6 separate regions of the Mus musculus genome follow, and regions 1, 2, 3, 5 and 6 are each linked to region 4. A link is a contact called in public HiCAR-type, HiChIP or PLAC-seq and promoter capture Hi-C data. All regions are on one chromosome and are shown on one strand. The core of a region is the stretch at or near the end of the contact, and the rest is flanking DNA. Distances in the headings are between cores, read along the strand shown. Region 1 has its middle 85 kb from the start of Abcb5. Region 2 has its middle 18 kb from the start of Abcb5. Region 3 has its middle 61 kb from the start of Abcb5. Region 4 holds the start of Tmem196 (transmembrane protein 196). Region 5 has its middle 110 kb from the start of Abcb5. Region 6 overlaps Itgb8 (integrin beta 8).

Region 1 (4,114 bases), core at 410-2,909, 890 kb before region 4:
CTAAATTTTCTTGACTTTTTTTGTTGTTGTTTGTTTTTTTTTCTAGACAGGGTTTCTCTGTGTAGCCCTGGCTGTCTTGGAACTCACTCTGTAGACCAGGCTGGCCCTGAACTCAGAAATCTGCCTGCCTTTGCCTCCCAAGTGCCGGGATTAAAGGCGTGTGCCACCATGCCTGGTTTTGACTTTTATATATACATTTAGTTTGTTTCCTTAGACACTGTCAACAAATTTTATAATTTAAAAGGAAGAGGGTTTGGATGATATTTGAAGAATTAAGAATAAGAATTCTTGAGGCTGGAGAGAACTCTGTGGGCCAAGCACCTGTCTCACTAGTATGAGAACAAGAATTCAGATCCCAGGACTATTTTAAAAACCCAAGCATGGCAGTGTTCATCTATGAAGTCTGAAGAATTTGCCAGCTGGCCATTCTAGCCGAGAAGTGAGCTCCAGATTCAGTGAGAGGTATCATCTTAATAAAGTACAGAGCAATAGAAGAAGACATCTGGCACAGACCTCTGTCCTCTGCACGCATGCATATGTGTGCATTTTTGTCTTAGATTGGACTTTATTGCTGTGAAGAGACACCATGACCATGACAACTCTTATGAAAGAAGATGTTTATTTGGAGGTAGCTTACAGATTCAGAAGTTTAGTCCATTATTGTTATGGTGGAAAGCATGGTGGCATGCAGGCAGACATGGTGCTGGAGAAAGAACTGAGAGTTATACATCTGGATCTGAAGGTAATAGGCAAAGAACTGTATGCCACCAAGCCCAGGATTAAGCATCTGAACCACAAAGCCTGCTCCCACAGATACATACGTCCTCCAATAATAAGTTCATATCTACTCCAACACGACCACACCTCCTAATAGTGCCAAGCATCCAAATGAATGAGTTTATAGAGGCCATTTCTATTCAAACACCACAGGTTGTATACCACTCCCTCAAACTGATATATGAATACAGACAGACATGTACAAAGAAGTCCTATTAAATATTTTATATCGGAACTCCTTTTATCCCCTTTTGGATTTTTTTCAGTTGACTAAAAGTTCTCAGTACCATTAAATGTAATGGCTAGAGACACGAGCTCTGGGGGTACTGATTAGTTCATATTGTTGTTCCACCTATAGGGTTGCAGACCCCTTCAGCTCCTCGGGTACTTTCTCTAGCTCCTCCATTGGGGGTGAATTTAGTATTATTATGAATCTTTTTATATACTATGTCTCAATTTTTATATTTCAGCTAGAGAATTAAAAGGCAGAAGCCTTTTGATAAATATTGTCAACTGTGCTTCATATGAAAACTGGACCACACCAGATTTTTTTCCTGACCACATTATGTAAACTATGTCTTCAAGTTCTCACTACCTTTGAAAGGCAGCTATGCTCAGTACTATACCATTATCTTCATACCATCTCAGCAGCACTGAAAATGACCTTATTCTGTTGTTGGTAATCTGGGAGGTTAACATGATCTTCCATTAATCTGCTTCAGGATAATGAAAGGACTTTAAAAATAGTTGATTTGCATACTGCACTTCTTTTGCTAAAATATGCTATCTCTGCTTTCTAATTTTCTTCCTCGGTCCTGATCTATGTTGCTTACCAGTGGACTCAATTGTTACTTTCTGTTGTCATAACGATGGACATAATTACATAATTACAAACTTCCCTAGGGGTCTAACAGGAAACACAGGATGCCTGCTATGTTCAAGGAACAGAATGTCCGATTAACTTCTTTGTAAAAGGGAAAGCAATAAACGGTAGAATCTTTCTTCCATATTACTTTTTATTTCCATTTTTATTATCATTGTTAGGAGGTTTTGCTCATTCTCAATTTCTTAAAAGAACAACCTTCTTATAACCTTTATATAAGAGCATAATATTTGGAATTTGTGATTAGTTACAGCCCCAAAGCAAAATAATATAAAATATGCTTCCTCCTGAAACAAATGTTAATTTGCCTTCTTGAAACAAATGTTGTTTGCTGGTTACTGCTTAACAGTCAACAGAAAATATATTTTGTTTATATGAAGCCCTTTGGCCACTCAAAATAAATGGATTTAAAAATATCATTTAACATCAAGCTTCTCTTAAGGTTAGGAGCAGCTATGGCTGCAAAAGAGCTCATTAGAAACTGTTTATTTCCTGGGATGGCAGGAAGCTGCTGCTGCTGCTGGTCTTAGCACAGTTCAGGGTTGTGTTGCATAAGAGGAAAATTACCATAACTCCGCCCCCTATCCTACTTGGAGATGTATATGAGGCCTAAAAATTCTAAAATGGAAATGCTTCATCTATTATGTGTTTTTCTTTAATTAATCCCCTTGGGGATAGTCACAGAATGAGCTAGAAAACTTCTTGTAAATCAGGGTCTTTCATTCCAAATATTTTCTGTAGACATGAGGATTTGGAGCTATTATTTTGTTTAGTAAGGTTCAGGCAATACATGATACTGTAATTAGGTGATGCAAATAATCTTTGTACTTCCATGCTAATCAGGGCTTGTCAGAACTCTAAGGAGGCATGAAGAAGCCAACCAGCCTGCTCCATGCTCTTTTTATTCGACTTCCTTGAAAGGTAATGCTTTATCTAGACTATTTCTGCAGTGCCCTGATAAGAAAAAAGCTTTGGTTCCATGGAGGGAAATGCTAAGGAAACCTCCTATCCTTCTCCCTCAGTGCTGCCTAAAATTCCCCAAAGATTCTCTTCTCTAAACAACTACTGTGTTTCAGGTTACAAGAAAAGCATTTTCCATGGTAGTATATGCTTTTAAAATGAAATGCTTTTGCTTGTTTGTGCTCTGAGGAAGATAGTGGAGGTGGCTTGTCATTTATTTTTTTGTTGTTATTGTTTACAATAAGCATGAATGGCCCAGAGTCCAGCCTTTGGAACCTTGTTTTGTTATTTACCCTTTGATAACATGTTTGTTTATTTTTAGATTTTTTTCATAAGCTCTTTTATAAATGGAAAAAATATCACTCATCCTATCTACTTGATAGAATTTTGTTAGGATCAAATAACATATCAGTAAAAATATTCTACAGCCTGTAATATTAGGCAACTCTATTGTTATGGCTTAAATTAACAAAGATATAATTTTAGAAAACTCTCCTCCTGTTATTTATCACTGCTTAAAATTTTGCTGTTTTGAAGGTAGTTGCAAAATCACTTTTGCTTTATCAATTTCTCTAAAAGATGTATGATAAGTGGCTGGGTTGGTGAAGTGTTTGGTATCCAACCATGAGAATCTGAGTTTAGATCCCAAACACACATGTAAAAAGATGAGCATAGTGGTACATGTCTTTTTTTATTTTTAAATTCCAAATATCACTGTATTTATTCTAAATAAAGGAAACACTTATTTGAAACATAACTATCCAACAAATTATTGTGTAATTTTCTTTACATTTAAATCTACAAGGCAAAGAATATTTTAAATGAAAGAGAAAGGGGTTGGAATTCAAATACTTTATCAACAACATCAAGTACATTTAAGCAGAATTTTTAAAAGAATTCTTCTTGTGGTGCTGTAGACTGAACCCAGGGACTTGTGGATGACAGAGAGCTATCCAACCATAGCACTACATCCTCATCCCTGAAGTATTCATATAATAATTCCAAAATTAATAATATAGTACAATTTTATAGCAAAGCATGGAACTTATAAACAACTGAAGTTCATTATCATATCCACATCACAATTACTTACTTTCTCACAATTTTTCAAGTAATCTCAAAGATCACATGATCCCCTATTGAAAACAGGAATTCTGAAAGATGAATTCTTTTTGCACTAATAGTCAAATCTAAGATGATTATCAATAAAAGTGGATGGCTTCTTTTTCCAAAAATCTACAACAGAAGTTGCCGTGAAACACAGAAGAAACACATACAATCATATACACAATACATTGAAAATGAAATTTGAGGTGGAGTTAATTACAGCACATGACAGATGACTGTAGTCACCTGTAATAATCGATTCACTTTGTTTATTTCTTCCATTACTTGACACTTGTGTTGTCTTTCAATGGCTTTCCTGTGCTTTTCTACTTCACTGCACTCTACTATGTTCTGGACCATATGGGTTTTGAGGCTGAGTACTATCTC
Region 2 (4,113 bases), core at 1,270-3,769, 960 kb before region 4:
GGTATATTGCTACATGGACACAATGTTTTTGTCAAACTTGCCTTCTAAATCTTTATGTTTTTTGCCTATAAGTTAGAGCTGGTGGTAGCTTTTGTCATAGAGATGTCTTTCTGTAGTGAATGGTAGTTATTGCAGAGGCTTACAGTTGACCAAACTTCTGACTATAGCGATTGTTGAATGCTCAGCTGTAAATAAGACATTGATATTATTAAGGTTAAGGGAACATCATGAAAGATGGGCTGAAAAAAATGTGAGATCTGGAGAAAGGGGCAGAGTGCTATAGAATGCTTTCTCCTGGACATGGCCTGGCTATGACCTTTTTGATTTCACAGCAGCTGTAGAGTATATAAACCGTAGCTTATGTAGCCTATAGACCTGTATAAGATTGGGCCTGTCAACATTTTATTATCAGGGAATTTGTTGCTAAGGAGGAGGATCTTATGAAGCCTAAACAACCCTGAGGATTTATAGGTTGTTGGTGCAGGGAGAGACATTTTCTTCATTGATGCAGCCACTGGCAAGTTGCTTATGCTCCCCAAAATAATATCACTCATACTCTTGTGAACAACCCCAGTGAAATTCACTGAGTCATGGTAAATACATAATAAATAAGTAAAGACATGAATGTAGAATTGAGCTATTTGAGAAGAGGAAGGGTTTTCGTGGGAGTAGGTAGGGGTAGACTAAGAGAGAGTAATGGGATAAACATGACCAAAATACATTCTACACATTTATGAAAATGTCACAATAAGACCCACTATCATGTAGTCTTAATTATGCCAATAAAAATCTTTAAAAATGTTTCTCCAAATGTTTTTGGTTAGCTGTTGAGTCACTAAATTTTATTTTCTTTCTTTTTGTCTTTAGCTGATAAATATTTGTTAGTTATATTCACCTTGCTATGCCATAGAACCTCAGGACTTACTCTTCTTTTCAAATAGTCTTATGTAATAGTCTTTTAACCCACTGGTTAATCTTTTAATATCCTCACTGCTCTGGTCTATGGTAGCTGCTGTTCTATTTTCAACTTCTATGTTATATCCCACATATGAGTGAGATCATGTGCTGTCTTCCTTTCTGTCTTTTACTTATTTCACATAATATATTTTTCAGGTTCACTTAACATATTTTTTATGTTATAATTGAAAATTTTATTCTTTATGTCTAAATAGTATTCTATAGTATGTATACCACATCTTCTTTATCTATTTGTACATTAAGAGACAACTAGGTTCATTTCCATATCACAGCTTTTGTGAGTGATACTGTAGGAGACATGGAAGTGCAGTATGAATATATGGCTCTCATTTCTTCTAGGTAAATACCTTGAAGAATGAGTAACCTGTGTTCTAAGGTACTACCACTTTAATTTTAGTTAAAACAGTTGACTATCTATCAATCTCCATCCATCCATCCGTCTGTCCATCCATCCATCCATCCATCCATCCATCCATCCATCCATCCATCCGTCTATCCGCCCATCCATCTATCATCTAGCTATCTACCTATCATCTATCTATTATTTAACAATATAACTATCTATCTATCTATCTATCTATCTATCTATCTATCTATCATCTATCTACGTATCATTTATCTATTATCTATCATCTATTTATTTAATTACTTAACTATCATCTATCTACCTATTATCTATTATCTATCTATCATTGTACTAACAAAAGCTAAATTATTTGATGGTAAATGTCAATAATTCTGAAAACAAAGCAACTATTAAACAATTTAAAATAGTTAAAATATATTTGAGCTTGTCTTAACATAAACACTGTTGCTTTAAGAAAATATTTAAAAACATTTATAGTTTGATTAACATAAAATTTGCTTGATTTTTGCAGAATTATTGGTTTATAATATCAAACAGTCTTAATGTAAAACATTTTATTTTTAATTTTAAACTATATTTGAAACATGAGTCCATTCAAGAAAAACTCTCATTTGGATTCTTTCTTATAAGTATTTATGAGAAGAAATTAAGAGCAGAATATAAGTTTCTTATAATTCAGAGGATGAAAAACTGCTAAACTATATACATTTTCAGACACAATAACATCAAAACTGTGAAGAAGAGGAAGAAGCATCAGAGAAAAACATTGTTATCTTCCACAACCTCAGATATTTGTCTGAGATAAGGCAAGGATCTGAGGTAGGGCCTGGAGGACCTTTTAGCAGGGAGCAATAGTTAGAAAGTATCATTATTTATTCTGTGTCAGAGTTTTAATTTGCATTGCCATTTCAAGAAAAATGTAAAGCTTCTATCAGACGTTCATTTTGTGATTTCATGTTTCTAGGATTGATTTTGACCACAATGATCTTTCAGCAGGCAGGTTCATGCATGGGTGCATTCTGACATCTGTAAGATGTGGCAACCAGAAAGGAATAAAAGTTACTTTAAAAAGGTTTTTGTGAAAAAAACCTCCTTAATGACTCCACAGACTTGCAGTTTCATGGCCACCAGTATCAATCAGCTCTGTTCTCAGCAGGCTCTGCTTACCACATTTCTCCTGAAGCCTAACCCCCCTCTCTAAAATCCATGGGAATAGAATGGTTAGTTTACTTTGGTTTGAGCCTAAATGAACTCTTTAAAGAATCTCTTTAAAGAAACCCATTAAGAATCCTCCCACCCTGAAAGTGTTCTGCCAAGACTAACTGAAAGCCGCAAAAGATTTAGGGTTGGTTCTAAATTGGAACCTGTGTGGGCCTTAAACTCAACAAAAATCCATCTTTATCAGAGGCTCAGAATATTAAACATAGGAACACAAAGTCATTTTCTAGACCCAAGAGAGTGTGGGACAAAACCATGAAATTCTACAAGGGAATTCCTCAAATGGAAGATATTTCTTTTTGCCTTTTTTTTCCCTTTTAAGTGAAATGAAAGAACCACAGAAATTTCTCTAGAGAAGGGTTGGGTCTTAGGGAAGAAATCCAACACCTCCACTGAGTTCTTTGTGATCTGGGCCCAGCCTCTGCATGCCTCCTGTTTCCTTAAGTGAGTGTAGTGTTGACTATCCCTTCATCTGCTTATATTAGGGGAAAAAATGCTTTGTTCTCAAAGTCTGCAATGGTAGAAATAGCTTCCATGATAAGCACTTATTCTCTGAAATATGAGAATAATTATATGGAATTTCAACAAATATTCAATATTATGATGCAAGTAATATTATAAATCACTGAGTTACTAGCCCTGTTTTTACATGAGTCTAATGATGTTTAGAAGACATGTTATTGTCTAGATAATGCAGCTATTCAAGTGGAATGGCTAAATTGCCTACTTCAAAATCTATGTTCTGATCTGTGTTCTGCTGTCTTTCTACAGATCCAAGATTCACCTTTACTGTCACAGTTTATAGGTGCTTGTAGGGATATGCTTTGCTTATCTCAGATGCAGGGAGAATTGCCCCCTATCCTCCCAGATCCATGGTTGCTCAGGTTTATTCGTTGACTCTGTGAGCAGATGCTCAAAATAGCAGATTGAGGCTGAACCTCAGGTCAAGTTGACTGATACCCTGTGTCATTTACCTCAAAGGCATCTGTATAGGGGTGGTGGAGTTATGTATGAAAGAGTTCTGGAAACCAGACAACAATGTAAAAATATTCCCAAATCACTGGGTTTCTCTCTCCTGACTCCATCTTGCTCACAGAACCTTCAGTCTTTTGTAGGTGCTAAGTAGAGTTAGACAATTGCTCATTAGCTTCTTACCAAAATATCATAAAAATGGTTCTGTAGCTTCATCTTAAAGATGAGGAAGTAATATTCTAATGTTTACTTTGTTATTTGTCATTGACTGGCTTGAGTTTTCTTCAATTTTATCTGAATCTGAATAGAGAGGTCTTAAATCAGATAGATACAGATTATGTGTGGTAGCATGTGTGTGTGTGTGTATTCATGTACATGGGCCTATACATGATTATATGCATAGCCATTCACATGTTAATATGAAGCCAGTTTAAATAAGCCAATGTTTAGAATCCAGCCTGGGCTACGTGTAATATAAAAGGAAAAGAAAGGCATAAATCTAATTTCCTTGGGAAAGGGAAATAATAGGAAATAATAATAATGTGAGGGATCACATGTGCTAGTAACATTTTCTACAA
Region 3 (4,238 bases), core at 1,482-3,981, 920 kb before region 4:
ATGTCACTTCTTCTTTACAGCCTTTTACTTGGTGCTTAATAAATAGCATTGAGTCAGGGAAATTCTGTAATAAATTCTGCATCTATTTTATCCATTATAAAAAATCAAAGCCTTTAATCCTCATAGCTCTTCACACCCACTTCTTAGAAAGTGTGACTCTTGCCTCTGCTGTGTGTGTGTGTGTGTGTGTGTGTGTGTGTGTTGTTTGTTTGTTTTGTTTTTGTGTTATTTTCCTCTTACCTATATGGCACTTTGTTATGCATGTTTAATATTTTTGAAAAATAATTTATTTATTATTATTTTATGTACATTGGTGTTTTGTCTATATGCATATCTGTATAGGGTATTTGATCATGTAGTTACAAACAATTTGTGAGCTACCATGTGGGTGTTGGGAATTCAGCTCAGGTCCTTTGGCAGAGTAGTCAGTGTTCTTAACCACTGAGTCATCTCTCCTACTCCTGCATGTTTAATTCTATAAAGACAAATTACTTGGGGTTGGAGAGATGGCTCATTCATTGCTGCTCCTCCAGGGGATTTAGGGCTTGATTCTCAGCACCTACATGATGCCTCCCAACATCTATAATTTCAATTTCAGGGGATTTGATGCTCTCTTCTGACCTTTGAGAGCATCAATACACATGTGACAAAACATCCAATACACATAAAAATAAAATTAAAATTAAAAAGAAAAAGACAGGCTACTTTTACAAACCTTCCGTTGTTAACTCTATTTTTAAAAATCTAAAGTATTTAAAAGATTTCCTTTCTTTTATGCATATGGCATTTTGCCTGCATGTATGCATGTGCATCATGTGAATGCAGTGTCTGCAGAAGCCAGAAGATGGCACCAGACTCCCTGGAACTAGAGTTATGGATGTTTGTGAGCTGCCATGTTACAGGAACCAAATCCCATGTGCAAGAGCAGCAGGTGTCTTAACTGCCAAATCCTCTCCCAAACCACTAAGAACTCTTGTCCTATACTAGTGGTGATAACTTGGTAGAGAACTTTTTTTCTAAGCTGATTAGAAACAAAAATCTTTCCTTTTACTATAATAATTCCAGTGTTTCCACTTACAATGAAACCTTTTGTGTAACTGTCTCATAAACCTCAGAAGCTTCAATCTGTGTATCTGCATTTGCAGGATGTAGTTTTACCATTTTGGAAGAAGGGAAACCTTTCTTTTTCCTTTGACTTCTCATGTGTGTTTGTTTGAAAGTCTCTTGTTTGAATTACAGCTTGATTAGACATAGCTGACTTTTAATTTTGACCCAGTTAAGGACTCTGAAAACAATTATAGGCACAGATAACAAATATTAATTTTTTATATTAAATTCTAACTCCCAAAACAGCATTTGGGTTCATGGACAAAGAAAAATTCACTGAATCCCTTGATGGAAATTTATATTCAATGCATTATTGGCATTATTATTATTCTGTGACACAGGCAAAGATTTACCATTAGACAAAGGAGAATGGTACCTGAGTATACAGAGGAATAAGCATTATTACACTTTTTGAAAGTTATTCAAGTTAATTGCAAAGGTAGCAGAAAGTTCAGCATCCTCTTTGTTGGATCTTATTATTTTTATATGAGAGTAATATTAAAGGCACTCGATTTAAATTGCTCCTGTCAGCCTTTACTATGCCCACAAACAACCTTCAAACCTTAGCCATGGGTTGTAGTTTTGTTGGTCCCATTTGGCCTTCATGTGCTTCTAATGCCTGATAAGCACCCATGGTGTGAGGCCTACTGTTCTCATTGTGGAGAAGCCCTGAGGACATAAATAAACCACAAATTCATATGACATTCCTTTAGTCAAAGCAAGTCACCAAGCCAAGCCTGAATTAATAGTACAATTAATTCTGTCTCTTGGAAAGCCCAGCAAGGATTGGAAAGTACTCATTCACAGTAATTCAGTCCCTAGCAAGAAACTACCCTATGAATTCTGCTGAGCTTCCATGCAATCCTGTAACATGTACAACATGTCGGCTTATAAATGTCAGACTACAAATATCTCATTTCTAGTGAAAGAACTTTATAAACACAAGATAATTTTGGGACATAGATTTCTTAATTCAAAACGATGCTACATGTCAACTCTGGAAAGTAGGACTCAAAGTGGAGCTGTGGGTTGTTGACCCCTCCTGCTCCTTCAGTGTCTCTGTACTCTTTTCTCTGCCTTCCTGGAAATCCCTGAGAGGATTCTGCAAAGTATATCTTGAAAATCACCAGTGTCTTGCTTCTTGGAGCAGACTCCACAGATGGTAAGAGGTGTTGGGTTACAAAGCGTGCAAAATGTTTGGGTGGGTTGGGAAATGTTAAGCAGAGCTGCAGGAATTCTCGGAAGCTTTAGAGTGTTGATGTTCCTTTAGAACTATTCGGGAATGCAGGTCTCAGAATTCCCAAAGCTTTTCTGAAGCAGCTCACTGTTTTAGATCATATCTTAGAGAAGACTATACTAAACAATGCTTTCTGGTAAAAGTATATATTTTTGTAGAAGTATATATCTGGCGCAGAGACCCAGGACAGGACTACTGTCTGAATTTTTCCTCATTTGGTTAGTTGCATTAGGAGTCTCCTTTTGGTCATGTTCTTGGGCTTCTTCCTATGACCTAGGCATACTTGGGCAATGATGTAAATGCTTTTGTGGGTATTTTAACCTTTGAGAACAATAAGCCTGGTTAATGCCTTTGTTTGGAATCAATGTGAAAGACATTGAGTGACCATGAGTGATTGGTTTCACAAAATGAAGGATTGTGTGAGCTGACCTGAAGTAACTGTGGTCATCGCCCACAGCATTAGCAAGCACTCAGGGATTCCCCTCTGATGCATTTGAAGCTTCATTCATGAAGAAAATTATAGATGTTGAAAACTGTAATTTCCCATAATACACCAAAATACACAAATTACTAATTTTCCCCCCTTTTGGTTCACAAACAAGTGGCTGTTGTTAATCTGTGTAATTTGTGTCCTAGGTTACTTGTTTGCAAAGCTCCCTAGACTGGCTCATATATCATTAGAAGGTAAATTTGAGTCCAGTTCTTATCCAGAGTTTCATAGGAAGGGTACATTCTCAAAAACCTGATGGCATAAGTAGTACAGATCCAAATTCCTGTTTTAGAAATGCGTATTATTAGCACTACATATGGATGGAAGAATATTCATGGAGAAACAGACTCTGGAAGCCTCTCCTTCCTCTTTTCCTCTTAGGTTGCTAACGTTTTGTGAAATATTAACTAACTGCTGTCATATGAGGACAATGACAATTAAGAACCCTGCAGTGAGGTGTGAAAGGGTGAACTCACCTTCACTCCCTTGCACCCAATTCTGTTTTAAGTAGGCCTTGTTTATTTCCCCTTCTACCAGGAGAATTTTCATATTTCATAAAAATAAACTTTTTGAAAGGAGAGCCTTAATTATTTGTATTAGCCATTGTACAGTAATGCTTCTAGTAATGTATCAATGTAATTACAGTAATTACTTCATAATAAACATGCACATATGTAATATATATAAATAAAATATAAAATGAAGTTTTAATTTATACTTAAAATATTAAAAAAGAATTGCTGATGTTTCTCTATTACTTCTTCTTAGATTAATACAATTTCCTCAGAAATATCACTTTTAAATCTTCTAACTTAAAGTTTTTAATATCTTCTCTCTTCCATCATAATAGTTTCAATGACATGTAAGAAAAGACCTATTATCTAGTGACCAGCTTACTCAGGCAACTCAAGCTCATAGGCTACAGACTGTGCTTGTGTAAGGTAGACCAATGTAAGGGGGCCCAGAGAGCTCAGAAAAATGCTCTTAGAAAAATGTGCCTATTGTCTAGGCAGGACCACACCCAGTTTCTCCCCATGGGATGGTAATCTGGAGTCAGCCACTTCCTGGGAGAAGGAGAAATAAACAAAGCCTGCTTAAAGTAGAATTGGGTACAGCAAAGGTGAATTTGTCCTAGTAGACCTGTGAGGAGAAATCCCTATTTAGCATCTCCTGTACATGCCTGATGGGAGCATGTATATGCTTAAAATTATGAGATGTATTGAGAGACATGTAACAGCTTGTCTGTTAATCAGGTTAAGAATCCACTTCAACACCACCCATACCCTCCAATATACAGCTTCTTCCATTTGCCTAAACTCAGTGAAAGTGCTCAAGTTATGTGGTTGCTTGGTTGTTCCATTTTGTAAGATGTATTCTATGAGTCTTCTCTTAGTTTTAATAAAT
Region 4 (3,951 bases), core at 799-3,298:
CAATCAAGGGTGGTTATATTTGGGTATATGACTAGAGTTTTAGATACTGAAGTAACTGGCTTCAAATGATCATGTCTGTCAGTAATGAACAATCAAACTCAAGAGGTGACATGTTTCTTTGTTCCTTTAAAACTCCTATATGGTTAACATCAAATGAGTGTTCACTATAATTCTCTCCCAGGGTAATTCTTTTCCACAGAAAACTACACTAATACCTTTTGATGATCATAACTTGTTTTCTTCCTCCAAAAGAATAAAAAATAGAAAGACAAAACAAAGTAGCTAAATTCAAACCAGAAGTGAAGTAGCATAGATGTCTCATTTCTGTTTACGTTTGACTTATACAATATTTAAATATCATAAGTATTGCTTTTTTAAATCCACAAACTGCTTGAGAAATTCTGGAAACTGGTTATCTGGAGGGAAATGTTTTGAGAAGTGGAAAGGAACATCACTAATTATCAGTCAACATCACTTATATAAGTTGTGCTCTGAATATCACAATAGCTGAAAATTCCTTAACATTTAATAACTCGCAATCCTTCTTTGATTTTCTTTTTCTCAAGTTCTAAAACTTGTAAAATAAGCATATCATAAAAAAAGAAATGAGAGTGTAGAAGTTAAGCTATGAAGCATGTTCTGAATCAAATATATAAAGGTAAAACTGACACTCCTGGGGCAGAATTAGGGCTTCTGTTTCCTCACATTGGTTCTTGAAAATAAAAAATGCGTCATGTAATCCCAAAGGAGCTTACTGTGTATTTGTCTGCATGTGGGCAGAGGCAAAGATGCCCTCATATTGTGGTCCCCTTTGTCTATATTTCCCTTCAACGCATCTCTAACTGAAGAATAAGTTCTTGAGAAAGATGGTTGATGAATCCATAACTCAGAACTCATCCAGAAAATTTTCAGTAGAACACCTTGAGATGTTTCCTGGGGGGGGGGGGGGGATCAGTAAAATATAAGCAATTCCACTATATCTAGGCTCCCAAAATTCACCAGAAAGAGCAACAAAATCACACAGCCCACGCTTGAGTCCCTGCCATAATGATTCAGAATTGAAGATGGTCAAAATCAGTTTTGTACTAGGTCAGACTTTTTCTCTGTTTATAAGTAATGCTTGTTCTGGTGTAGTACTTAAGTGTATGTATCTCAACTGAAATGAGATAACAACACAGGGTCTCTGTAAGCTGCTTCTGACTATGCCTCTCAGGTATGTAGCTATCAAGGAAAATATGCCTCCAGCAGACAGCTTCTTCCCTCTAGGATAAGAAGGTACAAAGTAGTGATAGCAGAATGGACCCTCTCTCTTAAAGAGCAGGCTCCAGTCTGGGCTCACTGATATAAATGAGTCCTCCAATGAGGGTCCGCTCAAATCTTTGTATAATCAGGGGTCTGGCTTCTTTCTATTTCCGTGCACTTGGTTTTCCTTTGCTCCTGAACCAGAGAAAAGTACATGTAGAGGAAAGTTTTGCATAGAATGAGCCTATATTGATATAAGGACCAGGCATAGCCACCCCTCCTGTCTGAGGCAGAAACCCAAGAGGAATTGAGTAGAGGAGTAACGAGTTTAGGATACTTAGGTTGGGTGCAGGGGCGGGGCGAATCAGAGGTCAGCCAAGAGTATTGGTCCTAGACCCACAAATACATCAGGATTCTCCCTCCTCCGTTAGCCTCCTAAACCCCAATGAGGTCATAGCAATGAGAGAGAATCAGATTCAAGAGAGGGGGGAGGAAGAGGACAACAACGGGGGAAAAAAATCCAGACGGAAAGAGGCCATCAGACAAGGTCGCTTTTTCTGGCGACACAGCAAGTGCTAGGAACGTGGTGCTGAATACCATCCACCCGCTCTGCCTAGAGACCTAGAGACTCACAGAAGCACTTTGCGCAGACAGGAAAACAAAGGAGGGAAGGCGAGAGGACAGGCGGAGAGGAGTTGTAAGCAGCTCCCCTTTATTACTAGGAAATCAAGCTTGGTTCCTCCGCCAGGAAGAAGGGAGCCAGAGAGGTGCGGAAGGCTCCTGGGGGCGCAGAGCAGAGACACGGCAGAACTCTGGACTGCGCCTCCGACACTGGCAAGGCTTCCGATCCAGAGTCCGTTCTCCAGAGCCTGGCTCCTCAATAAAAGCTTCTGGACTCCCACCCATCGCTCAACAGTCCCTGTGTGAACCCGCCACGGGCTGGATTAGCTGTCTTCTCTGGCCAGGCCCACGGAAATGGTTCTCTGGTTCTGAAAATCCAGACCTTGTGGATAATGTTTTGCTGGTGAAGAAAGAAAAGTTTGAGGAGCTGGACTGTGGTAGGGGGCGGAAGGGGCTGAGGAGGACTTTGGAAGAAAGAAGGTAGATGATCAGCTTTCATCTCTGAGCTGGAAGGAATGATGACCCAAGGAGAATGTGCACCAGCGGCCAGATCATTGGGAGCCTTTTGGTGCTCTCTGTGCTGGAGATAGGGCTGGGGGTGTCCAGCGTGGCCGTGGGGGCGGTCAGCTTCAGCCTGGCTCTCCGAGAGCACACGCCGCAGCTCGGAGACTCGTCCCCGGTATGGAGCGGGGTGTGTGTACGTTGAGCCATTTCACTCTCTCTTTACCTCTTTTCGGGGATGGTCAGTGTGTGCGTGCCTTAGTCACTGTCTCCTGGGAAAACAATATTATAATACTCCTCTGCCTGTAGGTTCCAATTGACAAGCTCTGCTGGTTTATATTGTCTTTTTGTGTATTAGGGAAGCTTTTTTCCTCTTCACTGGATTTAAAACTAAAATGAATGGCTTTATTTAAACTTGAGGGGAGGAGGGTCAGTTTGAGGATTCTGCAAGACTGACCAGTGTTAGTCTTTACAGGGTTACACCTGACAAGGGCAAACTCACTTGTTTATGTCTTTTACTGAAAATGTTACATCATTTTATTGTACAAAGAGCAAGCAAGGGGTAGTTATCTGTTTATATGTGGGCAGTATGCTCAAGGTGCACCGATGCAACAGTGATATGACCAAAATGGAAAGTGAGCTGAGCCTCTGAAAGGTCTGAGGAAAGATGAGCATTGTCTCAGAAAGCACTGCTTTCAATTTGCCTTGCTACCTTTCTCATACTCACTTCTGAATATTCTGTTGTAAGTTCAAGGCCACCAGTTAAACAAACAGCAGTAAGAAATGTAATGCCATCCTAATGGTAGAGTAACTCACTTTAAAGTGTGCTTATCTACTCAGAAAACAATATTGGGTTTTTTTTGGGGGGGGGGTTGTTTTGTTTTGTTTTGTTTCAGGTCAGGGGCAGACCTAACAAACATTTTGTTTGCTCATGTAGGAAGAATTGCAAGGAAGCCACCAAAATCAATAAAATAACTACCTGATAATGAAAAGGCGCTCTCTCTCTCTCTCTCTCTCTCTCTCTCTCTCTCTCGTGTGTGTGTGTGTGTGTGTGTGTGTGTGTGTGTGTGTGTGTGTGTGTAGTGTGTGTGTGTGTGTGTGTGTGTGTGTGTGTGTGTGTGTTGATCCTCCTTCCTTTTCCCCTCTCTCTCCTAGCTCCTCATAGCTGCCATGCCAACCTGAGTCTCTAACTTGATTGTATTTCCTGCATAATTTATTAAGGAGCTATTCTGCTGTTGACAATCCATACTCCATTTAACAATCACGATTTCATCACTAAATTACTAAGAGAAAGATCATTTATGAATTTAAGAAAATCCATTCCAAAGTCATTCATAAAAGGTGTTCCAGCCCTCTGAGTACTGTGAAATTGTACCTTGAATAATTGGCTTTTATACTTTTTTTCAGGTATGATACATGTTTATAGATTAAACAACTTAAAAGACAAAAAGGAAAAGAACAATTCTAGCATTAAATTACCCCTAGAATCTTTTTTTTGAATTCTATAAGTTTATATCAACCCACATTAACTATCTTGTTCTTTAATATGGAAATGTTGCCAATGTAAGTATAACTTTGAGTTTGAAA
Region 5 (3,818 bases), core at 841-3,340, 870 kb before region 4:
ATGATGTCATTTCAATTATAAGATTGGTTAAGATGGTATGACTAGCCAAGACAATTGTGTAGAGGAATACAGAGAAGGTACTGGTATCTACTATCAGATGGTGTATCCATGGAGCAGAACTCTAGGGAGCACATTAATAGGCTTTTTCTCTCTCAGTGACACAAATATAGGCCAGATCAGAGCAGATTAAAAGCAGATAAATGCAGGTTTATTAGGTGCTCCTCCATGGATCAGGGCCAGGAAAGTTGAATGTCCTGGGGAAGGCAAGGGGATTTTATAGAACTTAGGTGAGGGGGGATTATGTGTCAGCTAGAGGCTGGAGTTGTGCCTAAATATGGTCAAAACTGAGCCCCTAGGCAGACACTCTTAGGTGGAAACACTCTTGCTGTAAATGCAAAGGTGAGAGGTGATGACATGACAGCCAGGAATTTGCTCTGTGCAGGTTGAGATTGAGAGAAAACAGCATTTCCCAGCTAATTCTGGGGCCGAGCAGGGGTTCTAGCCAAACATGGATGAAGACCCTGTAAGTCCTCTTGATCCAAAAGGTCGAGTCAATATCAGACTATAGGAAAGTATTCCGTGTCTGCTTTGCAGTAGATAACAAGAAGTTGCTGTTTGTATATTAGTCAAAGGAAAGAGTCTACTGCTCCAGAAAGGCCCCACACTTCTGAATAAATTCATAGTGTTTGTTATGGTTGACCTGAGGTTTGCCACAGGAAGCAAGACACAAGGCCAAATACTGTAGCCTGCCTTCTACCTCACACTGTTGGAAGCTTCCAGTACCCACTAAATTGACATTTGTCAAACAGCAGAAAGACAGCTCAGTACCTTGGTTTTGTATTTGTGTGAATACTTGTTTGCTTCCCTATCCTGTAACAGTTTTCTCTGAGAGTGAAAGAAACATTTCATCCTTCAGGGAAGCTCCTTAAACAGGAGTTTAAACAGGAAGGTAAACCACTCAACATAGCACCAGGAAGTCCCTGAAACTGATTAGCATCACTAGACCTCTCCCTGATGGAGAAAATAAAAAGCTAAGAGTCTCTCTCAGTGAAGTGCAACTGAGCTGCCAAGATTCTCAAACAAGCCTAGTTTTAAAAATGACTTTGAGAGCAAACCAACTGCCTAGAAGGAGCAAAAGCCAGCAGATCTGCTAGCAGAGGTTTGGACCAGAGTTACTTGGAAAGGGCACTATCTAAGCTGTGGAACTGTCTGCAGGCTGTGCAGCATGCTGTAAGGTTCCCAACTGGGAATAGCTTTGATGATGCCATTGTCTCAATCATTTCTGCTAATGTAAAAGTAACTCCTCACCCATATTCCTATAAGTAACCCCAATAAAACTCATTGGTTCACCAAGCTGGACTTTGGTGATATTCATACTTTGGTCTGTTGTAGATGTATGTGTTGTATCTTTTCAGAAAAAGTTTTGTCACACAAAAATTTCTACTTATCATGAACTTTGAGAGCTGGAAGACAATTTGCAGTTGGCATATGTCAGTCCTGCTATGGCACAGCATGTAATGAACTTGCAAAAACCTCATAGCTGATCTGACTTATATTTTTCTAATCAGAAAGAAATTGGACAAAATGGTTCAAGACAAACAAACAAACAAACAAACAAACAACAATAAACCAAAACCAAAAAGTAGCAAACTAGCATTCCTCCTGTCCTCAGTCTCAGCTCTTCATTCTTTCCATTGATCTACAGGCACTAACTAGATCAGCCCAGGCTCCCATTGTCATACATTAAGTTTGTGTTTTGTAAAACAGAAAGCCCATAAGTAGCTCACTGTTCCTTGGGGACTAAATATGGCTTATATTATAACCAGCATAGCTGCTCTATGCACTTCATCCATAAGCCATGATATTATTAATTTTTGTGCGTAGGCACTCTCTTCAACTGCCACATATTTTTTTTCTCAAATCTCACTGTGCTTTGTAACAACTATGTAAAGTAAACCTTTGTTCTGAAAAAAACCACCCATTGAGTAGGAGTGTGAATTCAAATGCTGAGGGCACCATGGCATCCTACAATTATTCAGTTCAGTAAGCTCTGTGTGACATCACACTTTTGTTAAGTATATTAGAGAAAAGAGGGAAAAGGCCACACTTGCCTCTAAGTACTGAATGGGCCTTTGTTTCCTTCTGTCTAAGCGCCCTCTCCCCCAACCAAGCATTTCTTAGCATGTGGAACTTAGGTTACATAAAAGTAAGTCTGTTTGCCCTTAGGTTACATAAAAGTGAGTCCCAAGTTTGCCCTTTCTAAAATGCTTCTTTCTCACAGATTTTCCTCTGCTTCACTTACTTTTTCTAGAATGCACCCCTGTCTATAATATCCTTCCTATTTTTTCAAAATTTATGACATTCTCACTTGAAAATGCATCACTCTTTCTCAGTCCCCAAAGTCCCATCTCCTTTCAGAACAAATGCCAAAGTCTGAAGTTCATTTAAACATCTAAATCAGGCAGGGGTGAGATTTGAGGTATATTTTATCTTGACACAGGAGAGATTCTGTGGTTCTGAATGTGTGTAACCAGAGAAGTTATGTGTTTCCAGAATACAGTGGAAGGACAAGCATAAGAGACAAAAAGAAGAGAGAAGAATTGGTCATGAGCCAATCTAAAATTTGCAGTAGATCCTATGGTTATAGAATAATTCTCGTTGGGTAGATGCCTGCTTTATGGACTGACTGATGCAACAGATGTGGGTCTATGATCCACTGGGTGAGAAAGGAGTCCCCACTAGATAGGACAGGCCTATAACAGATCAAGAGCTAACTGGATCACCTGCCTGTCTGAGCAGAGAAGCAGAACACAAAGCAGGTGCACTCCTTGCTGACTTGGCCTTCAATGTGATAAAAAATGACCAGCCCTAATAAAGACAACCTTGATCTCCATACAGTTCTTGCCAAAAGACTAGTGGGCAGGGCAGCATAGTAGTAGTCCTCCTGGAAGCTCCTCCATTCTCTAAAAGTGAGTTCTTTCTTACTTCCCTTAAATAGTCTGTTACTCTGCTTTCCTCCTTGTCTGTTTCCCTTTTCTTCTTGGGTATGAGATACTGAATTCATAAGCTATTGGCTTGGAGTAGCACCTTAGCTCCCAGAGTTAAACTCATTAAGAGCTGAAAAAGGCTCCACAGTTATCAAAGAACCCTCATCACAGGGAAGAAACTCTACCCTCTACCTCTCCTAGATAGCAGGAGGCAGTTCTTGGAAGCACAAACTCTGTGGATCTTTAGGCTTTGTGCATCTCAAAGATCTGTATTGAGGCTGTTTGGTTTGTTGAAGCCAACTTGATGGCCTCTATAATCTCTGAATCAATTGAGATTCAAGATTAATTTCTACTGTTTTTTTTTTTCTTTTTTGAAAAAGGTATACTTTCAGCCAAATGATTCCAATTGTAGCAGTTTGTTAATCAAAGCAATTGGACCGTTTTTCTTCATTTTATGCTTTTTTCCTTCTTTAGTTAAACTTGGTAGTATAACCTCATGACAATTCTTGGTTTCCATGACTGTTAAAATCCACTGGTCTTCTTCTTGGTGCCTTTGTGAAATGTTTATCTTCATTCTAAATGTTCCCTTCTAAATAAACTTTCTCACATAAACCTTTCATCTGTACCTAGCAAATGACTTTCACAGTAAAAATACAGAATATGTGTATCCATGCTTAAAATGGAATCAAGCATTTTTACCTCATTGTATCCTCAGACCACAGTATTTCAGGGTCTAAGAAAGTTACAAGACTGAAGAGTAAAGTGACCCTTTGCTCTGGCTTTTTCCTAGATGGCAATAAGTTCACTTGACTTGTTGTGGAGTGGTTCTCT
Region 6 (3,842 bases), core at 1,144-3,643, 780 kb before region 4:
TAGCTTTCCATTTGAAAACTGTTGACATCATCTTGGAGTAAAAATCAAGAGAACACACTCAGAAAAGAGGGTACTCTGCTCGAAGCAGTTTTGTAGACACCTTTTGGATTTCGGGCTACAGGTCAGATCAATGACAGAGTGAAACAATCCATCCAGTTTGACAGGTAAGAATATATAAACTATCTTCAGACAAAGAAGCTATGGACTTAGATGACCTTAGACACCTTACAGTGACCCTTATTAACATTCAGCTTTAAAACCAGTATTCTAGTAAAGTGACATTGTCATATAGGTTCTATGGCAGTAGTAACTTAGCACTTATTTAATCCAGTCATTTGTGACATTATAAACTTATTCCAAAGGAAGAAAAACAGAATTTAAATGCAAAAAGGAGAAGATGTTGGAGTCAAAATCCATTTTGGAAAAGAGAAGAAAGCAGATTTGTACATGCACAAAGCCACGCAGCTTCAAAGGAGAAGAAAACAGACCCGTGCATGCACAAAACTGCACAGCTTCAAAAGCAACACCGCTTAGATTAAAGTTCATCTGTTCACCCAAACTGAAATGAAAGCCTAACCCTTACTCAGCTGGTTGTACACAGCTCGACAATGCCAATTGCCGGGTGTGGTTGACTGCTTTCAACTACTCCTGGATGCTTTTCATCAGCAGGTTGTACAGAAGGATCACCAGTCTGTGGTGGTGACACCCTGCAACCTGCTCCATAGCCTCGTGTTTGTCTGTGAAGCTCAGGGCTGACAGGTACCTGTAAAGTGTAATCAGTGCTTTCCCAGATGATCTACATTCTACGCTGATCTAAATAAGTTATATATTACAATAAAGTGCTACAACACTAGTCTCCAACAGTAGTAAGACACATAGTTCACTGAAAACTTCAGCAGCTGAGTGAGTCATATGGTTGTGAAGACACTTGCCAGTCTTCATGGCACACTCTTCAATATAATTTGTCTTCTCCTGTGACTTTATATTATACTTGCTAGAATAAATTGTAAAACCATCCAGCTTCCAACAGTTTTTGTTTGTTTGTTAATCTTATTTAGAAGTTGCACCTGAAGGCCTCCTGAGCATTTAGTTTGCTGATATCCATTTTTATTTCCTCAGGCTTTTCTCGTCGGTAGGTTACAGCTCTCGTGCAAACACTTTGCAGAATCAGTTTATCCTTGATGGAGAAGAAATATTAGGATTAGTAACAGAGCTGAGTGTTAGAAGTGCACAGTCACATATAATTAATATAATTGTCCTCCGAGTTCACCAACCTTTTTAGAAGCAGACATTCTATAATCTGATGAGGACTTTATTTTATTATTATTCCATTGTAGTATCACTTGTCTAATGATAAGAACTTTAAGCAACCCGATCAAGAATGTGACTATGAATATGATGAAAAATATTCGCAGATAGCTTGGGCCAGATAAACATTCTGCAAGAAAGGAGACAAGTTAATGGGTTAAAATTTTTTTTAAAGTAAACCAAAGTTTTCTGTCAAATAAATATAGTTTACATTCTTATAATAAAAGCAGGTTTCTTTACAAGTCTCTATTTTCACAATAGGAGGTTGACATTACTGATTACTCAAAACAGTGAACCCTTCTTTGGAGAATATTCACAATTAAAATATTTCATTTTTTTGTAGCTTGCTATGTCAAAATTTCTTACCCATATGTAAGTTTGTTTAGAACAGTGACTGAGAGAGCTATAGTGGTGTGTACAGTTCAGTACTATGTGGAAAACATGATTTAAAAAGGATATTGAGCAGCCCCAAGCATTCAGCATGTGTTTTTCCTTTTATGCTTTCTCCTCCTTTATTGCTCAGCAGTAATGGAAAATAAAGTAAACATCTGCAGAAGCAAACTCAGTACTACTCTAATAGGGAAATAAATATTTTCTCTAAACCCTGGTGTAAGATTTCATTATTATTAGACATCATGACTCTGAGAAGTAGGAGTGTTGCATCTTGGACAATACCCAAATCTCTCGTCTCACTTTTTACTAATTAACTTCACTAATCTAGTCTGTTTGCCTCCACAAATTCATTATGTGTTCTTCCTCGAACAATAATCACTTGCTGAAGAAAGAAAAGCCATGTTAGGAGAGGGAAAATGCTAGACCTTTGTTTTAGAACCAGATCTCTGGCAAACTCTCACTGGAAAAATTTGTATAAGCTCTGTGCTTGCCTGAGGTCTACTCTAGTCTCTGAGGAATATGGTTGCACAATAGTGGGTATTCCACAGAGCTCACAAGCTGCCCCAGATTCATAAAACACTTCCTGGACTGAAGCATGTGTTTCTCCACCCATTTTGCACGCTTCAGGGACCTGGTCTGAATGCTGCAGTTGCCTAGGAAAGAGCATCTAGAGAGAGGATGTGCCAAGGCCATGAGCATAGTAGCATCCAGTCATAGCTGATTCTGGCTCCAAAGCTCAATGCTAACCCAGCATGCCTCTTAAATGAGGCAAGGTTTCAATAATGGGGGCAAGAGATCTTCTACAACTAGGTGGACTTAATAGAGACCATTGTTTGTGATTGGTGACAAAAGACTTTGTGGAGTTAAAAAACACGCCCATTCCTATTCATTGAAATGGGAACATCAGATGCCAGTATGGTACAATGCTTCCTTGTTAAAGATATTATGAGTACAGAATACAAAGTGTGTGTCCAAAGGTGGTGCTATTTGATCTTTTACAGCTTCTTTCCTTCAGGTTAGTGACCCTCATAGCTTATGTCCTGACAGATTGTGATATCCCTTGGCTGACTTAGTCTACTCCATCAGCTAAGCCAATCCTTAGAGGGGCACGTGGCTTGATCCCTATCCTGGCTTTTTGCCTGATGGGAGCTTAGCCAGAGAGACTGAAAGAAGACCCTGTAAGAGTGGTTGAGTGGACAAATAATTAAGGTGCCTAACAAATGCTCTTTTCCTTTCCTTGCATAATAGTTGTTAAGGGGAGGGAAGTCTTGTAGTTTGATACATTTCAGAAATATTATGAATGTGTTAGCCAGAGGACCCGTTGAGGGTTCAAGTCTGTATTCATTTTTCCCCAATGTTGTTATGATGATCCAACATTTGCCTCTGGTCATGCTTTTCTTAGCTGAGGTCAGGCTAGGTCTTTTTCTAAGGAGTTTTAAGGGAACACTGTTTGCAACAACACTTAAGTCAGAGTAGTGTTTACTTAACTTAATTAATGATATGTAGGGGCCCTCTTTATTAGAAAGGCACTTGGCTTTCTGGAGAGATTGCTGCAGCCTGAGCTGGCAGCACATGGGACTCTTTTCTGAGCCAAATTCACTGTGGGCTAAGGGAATGAAATATGGGAAACTAAGATGTGCAGGACATTTCTACTTTGCTATTTCTCCGGGGCTGGGTTTTCTATTTGTTGAAATAGTAGAATCAAAATGAACGTTTCCAAAGATCTGACTGTAAGTATAGCTTGTATTTCACAGGTGGTTTTACAGCTTAGACCTGTGCAAAGTGTTTTGAGTTCTTTTGGGAGTGCTCCAGTAAATTTTTGTTTAAAAGTAGTTTTTGAGCATAGCTCTCACATCTTTCCCATTATACATCCTCTTTGATTTGAGGTACTAAACATACCTTTTATTCAATACACTTTTTATCCTCTATTTTGTACATGAGATATAGGCCCACAGAAATTTTGCAGAAGTGCTTACATTTCTTACTTTACTATATTTTAGACCAAGGTTTTTAGCTTAAAAGCAACACATTCTTTCCACTGTGTCAAATTCAGAATTATCCACCTCAAAGTTGTTGTTTTTTTCTTTTCACTTTTCTCTTTTTCTTTTTCTTTTTTTTCCCTTTTAATAGGAAGAATTTTA

Evidence for each region. Promoter capture Hi-C pulls out the DNA fragments that hold promoters and counts their contacts. HiCAR-type assays count read pairs that join an accessible place to other places. HiChIP or PLAC-seq counts read pairs in DNA pulled down with a chosen protein or histone mark.
Region 1: a contact with region 4 is called in a promoter capture Hi-C map of second pharyngeal arch cranial neural crest, with 6 times the contacts expected there. The contact joins the enhancer-like site here to the promoter of Tmem196 in region 4. A contact is called at or near these places in 7 of 39 promoter capture datasets (the 3T3-L1 cell line, HPC-7-derived erythroid cells, liver and 3 more) and 1 of 484 Hi-C or Micro-C datasets (bone marrow-derived macrophages).
Region 2: a contact with region 4 is called in a HiCAR-type map of astrocytes, with 6 times the contacts expected there. The contact joins the enhancer-like site here to the promoter of Tmem196 in region 4. A contact is called at or near these places in 9 of 39 promoter capture datasets (the 3T3-L1 cell line, 3T3-L1-derived adipocytes, cranial neural crest and 5 more), 1 of 484 Hi-C or Micro-C datasets (bone marrow-derived macrophages), 3 of 115 datasets of contacts at active chromatin or transcription factors (astrocytes, embryonic forebrain and stem cell-derived neural progenitor cells) and 1 of 9 other capture datasets (adipose tissue).
Region 3: a contact with region 4 is called in a promoter capture Hi-C map of second pharyngeal arch cranial neural crest, with 7 times the contacts expected there. The contact joins the enhancer-like site here to the promoter of Tmem196 in region 4. A contact is called at or near these places in 15 of 39 promoter capture datasets (3T3-L1-derived adipocytes, the C10 cell line, cranial neural crest and 10 more), 1 of 484 Hi-C or Micro-C datasets (gonadal supporting cells), 3 of 115 datasets of contacts at active chromatin or transcription factors (astrocytes, embryonic stem cells and stem cell-derived neural progenitor cells) and 1 of 9 other capture datasets (macrophages).
Region 5: an H3K4me3 HiChIP or PLAC-seq map of stem cell-derived neural progenitor cells shows a contact between it and region 4, with 5 times the contacts expected there. The contact joins the enhancer-like site here to the promoter of Tmem196 in region 4. A contact is called at or near these places in 5 of 39 promoter capture datasets (the 3T3-L1 cell line, hippocampal neurons, liver and 2 more), 3 of 115 datasets of contacts at active chromatin or transcription factors (astrocytes, embryonic stem cells and stem cell-derived neural progenitor cells) and 1 of 9 other capture datasets (adipose tissue).
Region 6: a contact with region 4 is called in a HiCAR-type map of astrocytes, with 2.9 times the contacts expected there. The contact joins the enhancer-like site here to the promoter of Tmem196 in region 4. A contact is called at or near these places in 7 of 39 promoter capture datasets (the 3T3-L1 cell line, 3T3-L1-derived adipocytes, the C10 cell line and 4 more) and 4 of 115 datasets of contacts at active chromatin or transcription factors (astrocytes, embryonic stem cells, fibro-adipogenic progenitors and 1 more).

Annotation. Positions count from the first base shown.
Region 1 is chr12:119,049,677-119,053,790 of GRCm38.p6, forward strand. No RefSeq gene overlaps it. Among named protein-coding and RNA genes, the nearest start is that of Abcb5, 85 kb to the left of the region's middle. Within about 2 kb of position 1,660, at least 7 of the 459 cell types and tissues checked have an H3K27ac peak or open chromatin away from gene starts, as enhancers often do. A contact at or near this core is called in second pharyngeal arch cranial neural crest, where this site is marked.
Region 2 is chr12:118,982,387-118,986,499 of GRCm38.p6, forward strand. No RefSeq gene overlaps it. Among named protein-coding and RNA genes, the nearest start is that of Abcb5, 18 kb to the left of the region's middle. Within about 2 kb of position 2,520, at least 5 of the 459 cell types and tissues checked have an H3K27ac peak or open chromatin away from gene starts, as enhancers often do. A contact at or near this core is called in astrocytes, where this site is marked.
Region 3 is chr12:119,025,655-119,029,892 of GRCm38.p6, forward strand. No RefSeq gene overlaps it. Among named protein-coding and RNA genes, the nearest start is that of Abcb5, 61 kb to the left of the region's middle. Within about 2 kb of position 2,732, at least 28 of the 459 cell types and tissues checked have an H3K27ac peak or open chromatin away from gene starts, as enhancers often do. A contact at or near this core is called in second pharyngeal arch cranial neural crest, where this site is marked.
Region 4 is chr12:119,944,079-119,948,029 of GRCm38.p6, forward strand. It overlaps Tmem196 (transmembrane protein 196), which reads left to right and starts at 2,049. Exons shown (of 5, transcript NM_001294154.2): 1 at 2,049-2,542. The coding sequence starts at 2,396.
Region 5 is chr12:119,073,206-119,077,023 of GRCm38.p6, forward strand. No RefSeq gene overlaps it. Among named protein-coding and RNA genes, the nearest start is that of Abcb5, 110 kb to the left of the region's middle. Within about 2 kb of position 2,091, at least 19 of the 459 cell types and tissues checked have an H3K27ac peak or open chromatin away from gene starts, as enhancers often do. A contact at or near this core is called in stem cell-derived neural progenitor cells, where this site is marked.
Region 6 is chr12:119,162,063-119,165,904 of GRCm38.p6, forward strand. It overlaps Itgb8 (integrin beta 8), which reads right to left. Exons shown (of 14, transcript NM_177290.3): 13 at 1,275-1,438; 14 at 741-1,177. The coding sequence ends at 1,055. Among named protein-coding and RNA genes, the nearest start is that of Itgb8, 74 kb to the right of the region's middle. Within about 2 kb of position 2,394, at least 73 of the 459 cell types and tissues checked have an H3K27ac peak or open chromatin away from gene starts, as enhancers often do. A contact at or near this core is called in 3T3-L1-derived adipocytes, astrocytes, fibro-adipogenic progenitors and 1 more, where this site is marked.